2 separate regions of the Rattus norvegicus genome follow, and region 2 is linked to region 1. The links are chromatin contacts, called in public Hi-C maps. All regions are on one chromosome and are shown on one strand. The core of a region is the stretch at or near the end of the contact, and the rest is flanking DNA. Distances in the headings are between cores, read along the strand shown. Region 1 holds the start of Wnt9a (Wnt family member 9A). Region 2 holds the start of Zfp867 (zinc finger protein 867).

The links. A called contact is a pair of places that touch in the nucleus more often than the background predicts.
Region 2: a contact with region 1 is called in a Hi-C map of hepatocytes, with 2.6 times the contacts expected there. The contact joins the promoter of Zfp867 here to the promoter of Wnt9a in region 1. A contact is called at or near these places in 11 of 12 Hi-C or Micro-C datasets (the A7r5 cell line, the Rat2 cell line, Schwann cells and 7 more) and 1 of 1 datasets of contacts at active chromatin or transcription factors (oligodendrocytes).

Annotation. Positions count from the first base shown.
Region 1 is chr10:44,591,963-44,595,216 of GRCr8, reverse strand. It overlaps Wnt9a (Wnt family member 9A), which reads right to left and starts at 1,526. Exons shown (of 4, transcript NM_001105783.2): 1 at 1,345-1,526. The coding sequence starts at 1,439.
Region 2 is chr10:44,753,230-44,756,483 of GRCr8, reverse strand. It overlaps Zfp867 (zinc finger protein 867), which reads left to right and starts at 1,720. Exons shown (of 4, transcript NM_001109677.2): 1 at 1,720-1,832. The coding sequence starts at 1,830.

The sequences.
Region 1 (3,254 bases), core at 277-2,776:
TGTCAGAAGCCTGGCTGGGCCAGAAGAGAGGAAGGCACAGCTGGCTGATGGGCTGCTGTGACTCACCGCGGACCTGTGGCTAGACGGCCATCCTCAGCCCTCCCTCTTGCCCGCGGGTGAGGCTTAGGGCTGCACAGATGGCGTGCAGGGGCTTGCCAGGCCAAGGCCCAGGGGTTGGACCAGGGGAGCCAGGGTGGAGGAGACCCTGGGAACCGAGACATGAACTGACCCTGAAGACAACCCAGAAGAAATGGACAGACAGAGGAGAAAGGAGGAGAAAGAAAAACACAAAGGGAAATTTTCCCATGAAAATATTTTATTTTCTTTGAGAACAGGATACACCTGCAGGGCTCCTCGGCCCAGCCGCCTCTCCCTGCCCTGGCCGGTGCCAGATTCCTAGACCAACGGGGCCCTCTGCCGGCCACACCGCCGCGAGCCGGCACTGCAGCCAGGGGCGAGGGAACAGGTGACCGGCGAAGGGCGGCGGCCCAAGGCGCAGTCCAGGGCACCCAGGACCAGGGTTGCGACCCGAGGGGCTAACCAGGGCTCCCAGAGGGGGAATGAGAGGGTGATAAGCAGGGAGGGCAGACAAAGCTGGGGCGCTGCCATGCATGATGCCACCCGGGACCTTGGCGAACTCAAAGTGCAATGGGTGTCCCTCTAAAGATCGCTGGGTTCAGGCATCCCAGACCTGGGAAAGCTAGTAGAGAGGGAGGGACGAAAGGAACTAAAGGCGAAGAGACGCGCCCAACGACGCGGCAAAACTGCTAACGCATAGACAGTCGAGTGCGGGCGGCGACCCCGCGGGACAGTGGCGGCGTTTACCCCCTGGGTCAGGTCTCCCAGACGTGTTCCCGAGGGCTGAGGTCGGGGCCAGGCTCGGGCGAGCGCCAGAAGAAAGCACAAGAAAAATAAATTTCTCCAGCTTGGAGGGTTTTTTTCTCCCCTTTGGGGCTCAGTGCAAGGAACATCTGGATTTTGTACGTGTTTTTTTGTTGTTGTTAAATTAACTTTTCCAGGAGAGAAGGGGGGTAGTGGGCAGGGGCCAGGGAGGCTCCAGCCTTTTGGCAGGAACACCGCGGCCTAAGGCGGCGGCGGCGACTCGGGAGTCACGGTGGACCGCGGCCCCCAGCAAGCCCGTCGGGGACACCGACCCCTCTACCTCTAGGGCGCACGGCGGGCAACGACCTGCGGACCGAGAGGCGCGCTCGCTGCCAACTAACAACTCCAAGCCACCCGTGTACCCCGCCGAGCACCTGGCGAGTGCTGTCCCGGGCTCGATGCCCCCGTCCGGCCCCGCCGCCCTCGCCCGCCCTCGCGCGGCCGCCCGCCGCGGGCACCTACCCGAAGTAGGCGGCCGAAGGGCGCAGCGCGGCGAGCAGCAGCGTCAGCCCGAAGGCCGCGGCCAGCCAGCGCGCCAGAAGGGACCCATCCAGCATCTTGCCGCGCCGCGGCGGCTGACCATCGCGCTCCGGGCTCCGCGCAGGGCGCGCCGCGACCGCCGCCCTCTTATAGCGTCCGCAGCCGCGGCCGCGGGGCGGGGCGCCGGCCAGCTGGGCCCGGCCCGCCCGCGCCCCGGAGGAGGGGTCACGCCGGCGCCGGGGGCGGGCCGAAACCCGAGCTGCGCGCCCGCCGCTGCGGCGGAGCTGCTCGGCTCGCGGGGCGGGCCTGGGGCGCGCCGTGGGGAGGGCTGGGCACGTGGCGCGGTGGGAACCCCGGTCGAATAACGGAGCCAGAAGGAGCGGTGGGGCGGGACCGGGAGACCACGAGTAAGATTAGACCCCAGGGCTAGGTGTCTGCAGCCAGGACACAAGTGCAAGCTCCGGGGTGTCTCCTGACAGTTGGGGACCGGGTGTTGGCCGCTGGGAAAGACATTCGAAAGCCTAGAAACTTTGACGACTGTGCTTGAGGGGTAGTGACTGGGTGGTTTGGGGGTGACGTTAGCCACAGATTTCAGAGACGGGTGGACGTGAATCCACTCGCTGGAGAATGTTGCCAAGAGGGAGCCACTGCTTAAAGCTGGGGTACTGTGGCTGGAGGAATGGAAAGACGACCTCTCGAAGGGAGACCAAAAATGCATTCCTGCAGAGCCGGTGCTGTGGCCAACTTAGACCTAACAATGGGACGATATGGTCCTCAGAGGCCTTTTGACTATTAGCTGCAGATATCACTGACACACCTCATCCCCCAAACAGGATGGAAGATGAAGGAGACCGCTGGCCAGGATGGTGACTGGCCTGTGTGAAAGCCCAGAGCGGTGACTTATCATCATGGACTGAATTGTCTGTAAGTCAAACCTGGACTAAGACGCAGAGAAACACAAGTGCCCAGGACACCCAAGAGACTGTTTACAAGTCTCCTGACATTGGGGGAGGGGCGGCTTATTCAGGGACGATTCAAAGTGCTGGAGAATAGGACTGAGTGATTGGGTCCCGACACATGCCCACCACGTGTCAACCTTCGGTGCTGGAGACGCACTTATGTGCAAGACAGTGACAGCACACACACCAGAGGCAAGCTAACGAAACTCAGGGTCGGCTAACACTAGTGTGCCTCCCTGACCTGGGCTTGCAGGGGCAAACTCCATGCCCTGGAAGGCAAACCTCTTTACCAGCCAGCACCTTCTGAACTTAGAAGGGCTGATTCTGGATCGGAGACCTCCAAGTCTGAGAGGTTTGAGCTCCTCTGGGAGGCTGGGTTGTCTAGCTGTGCACAGCAACTGCTCAGCCACCTGTCACTGCTCCAAAGGAAAGCAGAGGAGGAAATGAGCGCAAAAAAAATCACATCAGCCTCCGCACTGGTCAGAGCCAAGCAGGTTACTCCTGTGGGTGTGGACCACCCAAGTGAATATACTCTGTCCTGACTGAAAAGCTTCCATATGTGGTGGGTGTGTGGCTGGGTGAGGGGTCAGGAGAGCCCATCAGTTCCTCTCTGGGCCTTGGTTTCCCCAATCAGAGGCCCATTTAACTGCAGTCAGAGACTCATATCTCTCCCCATTGCTAGGAACCCTCCCACACCCTACAGAGCCACCCAATGATGCTTCTGCAGCAAAATGAACCCAGAAGGCAGCTCCAGCCATCCGAGCATTGGGGGGTGGGGGTGGGAGGCTCAGCATCAGGGAGACTTCCACCTTCCACCTGGAGGCCTGGCTCCCGCCCCAAGGAAGAAGCAGGAGACGGGAGACCCTGAGCGATGACATATTTAAAGGCACGAGATTGCTTCCAAGAAAAATGATGTGTGAGATTGTAAACGGG
Region 2 (3,254 bases), core at 471-2,970, 160 kb before region 1:
GTCCTCAGTGGAATCTAAAATATCCTGTTTTGTTTTTTGTTTTTATTTTTGTTTTTGTTTCTCAGCAGAAAAGGCAAGCCAGAATGTCAGGACAATAGACTATTTTCCTTTCCCACATCACTGTAATGTCTCCTGTCTTTTTATCCTACCTATGACAGACACAAATATCAAAATAATCCAGCAACTCTGGGAGAAGTGTAATTTTTTACAGCTTCTAAGGTGCGGGGACTTGTCTGAGGTCCTCCTGCCTGTTTGGGCAAGGTGACTCCAGCCTCTAACCTCAGCACTGGAGGGTAAGAACAGGAGGACCATGCTGGTTATAGAATGCCTGGTGAGGCTTACAGGACACCCTGTCCGAAGAAATGAAAACTGTTCTCCAGCCTCTGGGCAGCTGCAGGACTTGGACCATGTTTCTTGACTTGGAACACTTATCGTCAAGTCATGAATGGTGACTTCAGACAGAAGAATTTCTTCAGCCCTCCTTGCAACAAGGCTTTGGGTTCTTTGGTTTGTCGAAGACTGCTGGAGACCAGTTGCCGAGCCCCTCTGCCACCACACTCACAAACTGTACCTGCTCCTTTTAACTTTTTAAATGTGGTTTCCAGAAAATTTAAAATTATAGGTGTGATCCTTCATTAACTTCTGTTAGCCATTACTATCTTAGAGGGTGGCCTTCCCTTTTAAAGCCCAGGCTGCCCCCTTGTGTTAGCCAGGGCTCTCTAGATGAACAGAGCTGATAGCATATATAATTTAGGAGAGTGCTTTACAGGCTGTGGTTCAGCTAGTTCCATACTAGCTGTCCCCCAACAGAGAGCCCAGGGATCGTATAGTTATGCAACCCATGAGGCTGAATGTCTCGGTTGGTCATCAGTGTACATTGGAATCCTAAAGAAGTAGGTTCTAATATCAGCCAAGGAATGCTTTGGTAGCAGGATAGAGAGACTTGCCAGTGAGAGAGAAGGCAAACAGGTAAAAAGCAAAAGCTTCCTTCTTCCATGTTCCATTATATACCTGTCATCAAGGTGCGGTTCAGGATTAGGGTAGGTCTTCTGACCCCAAATGATGGCGTCAAGAAAAATTCCTCACAGGCATTCCCAGCCGCCTGGGTTTTAGTTAATTCCAGATGTAGCCAAGGTGACAACCAAAAATACCCATCACACTTCTCAAGCTAGGAAGAATTTGACATCTAAATGTTTAAAATAAGGGCTGTGGCTCGGTTAGCAGAGTCCTTGTCTAGAATGCAGGAAGTCATTAGCAGGATCCCTAGTGCTTTATAACCTGCATAACGGCACCCGTGTCCTCCCAGAACTCAAAAAATGGAGGCAAGCAGATCAAGGGTTCAAGGCTGGCCCAAACTATATTTGAGGCAAGCTACCCAAGACCGTCTCAATGTATTCACAATAAAAATTTACAATAATTGTCATGTTAGAAATTTCCAGTTGTGAATAGTATGTATATATCTACGCTATTACCCCATGGATATGTCTTCTGTACACCAAGTATAATGGCAGGGCCATTGCTAGAATGCAGAGAAATCTTGTCTCTGTCTCGCAGTCGGGTGTTGGATTACATCCTAAGTCCCTCAGGGATTGGGGGCGTGTCCAAACCCCTGTCTATCAGAGTGGAATTGTCCAATCAGGACGCAGCTGGAGCGGGGGCGGGGCAGGTTGCTTTACTCTCGCGGTGTTTGGTTCTTTTCACTGTTTAGTTCTTGTTCAGGTTCTGTTTCTTCAGGTTCTGTCTCTCCAGCTCACAGTTGTGTAAGGTGGCTCCGCTGTAGCTAGTGTCCCTATGCGGTGCAGACGACGCGGGACGGCAGAAATTCGGAAATGGTGAGCGTTCCGGCCGACGCTGGCTCCATCCAATCAGGACCAGCCGCAGGGAAGGCCTCCGTAGCTTGAGTCTGCGGCCGGATCCCGGTGCTGTCCCGGGTCCTGCGTGGTCTGGGTCCCCTCGCTTCCCATCTGTCCCCGCGGCGGCCTGTCCGACCCATCTCAGGTCTTGGGGCGTCATGGCCGACCCACCTTAAGATTTGGAGCGCTGGCTTCTGGTTGTGGGTTCCCGCCCGCCATGGCTAAGCTTTCCTGAGGCTTGGAAAGTGGGTTCTCAATTTACTGCTCCAAGTGTTCACAGTGAATCCCTCAAATTCCAGTCTTTAGGGCCGACCCCCAGCTAGTCTCAGGACACCGAGTTAGACAGATGGTTGTTTAGTAGGGAAAACCCGAGAGTGGAGATTTCGTCAGTGTGAGCACAGTGCAAGAGTGACAGATGAAGGGTCTAGTGACACTCTTACCCCAATTGGCCTTTGGACAGGAGCTTTTAGGTTTAGGGGAAGGCCAGACCAGAAACAAGCTTTAATAGCAGCAGCCTCATGCAAAGTGTGGCCCCGCCCATCATTGTCTCCGCTCTTTTAAGACCTGGAGCGGACTAGGTGGTTCTCTGGAGATAGCTTCTGCTTCTGTGAATCCTGGGTGAGTGCAGGTTAAGGACCATAACTTATCCCTATGACCTCAGCTTTGAAAGATGAAGTGGGTTAGACAGACACCACTTGAGTCATTACATGCTTAGGTTGAACCAAAATAAAGGAGGTCAGCGGAGTGAAGGCCGACATGCCGGGTTTTCATCCCGCCTTCATTTGTGGATGTATGTGGATACACACACATGTGTGGGTGTCTGAGGAAGTCAGAAGAGCGTCAGATTCCCTGGAGCTAAAGGTATATAGGTGGTTATGAGCTGCTCCAAAGCGGCTACGAGAAACTGAACTCCATCCAGTTTTCTGCAAGAACAGCAAATGCACTTAACCACCCAGCCATCTCTGCAGCCCTTCCAAAGCAGTTTCACTCCCAGTATTCTCAAATGCCAACTAGAGTAAGGTTTAAAAAGTGACAATCATTACTGTTTATTTTCCTTGCTAAATAAATAGAAACAGACAATATTTTTCCATTTCCTGTCAGTAATGGTCCCAGGTTTCAGGACTGCCAGATGCTGACAAGTTTCTTATAGCTGCCATATGTTCTAGCATAAGGTTGACCTTTAATCACCACTTAGACACCAGACTGAGGTCTGGGGTGAAACATCTGGAAGGAGCAGCTGGAGGCCCTGAAGCTGGAGGAATCTCCTGGAATAGTCATCACCTCAATAGTTAATTCTTTTTTTTTTTAAAGGATTCATTCATTCATTCATTCATTCATTCATTCACATTTATTATGTATACATTGTTCTACTTGCATGTATGCCTGCAGACCAGAAGAGGG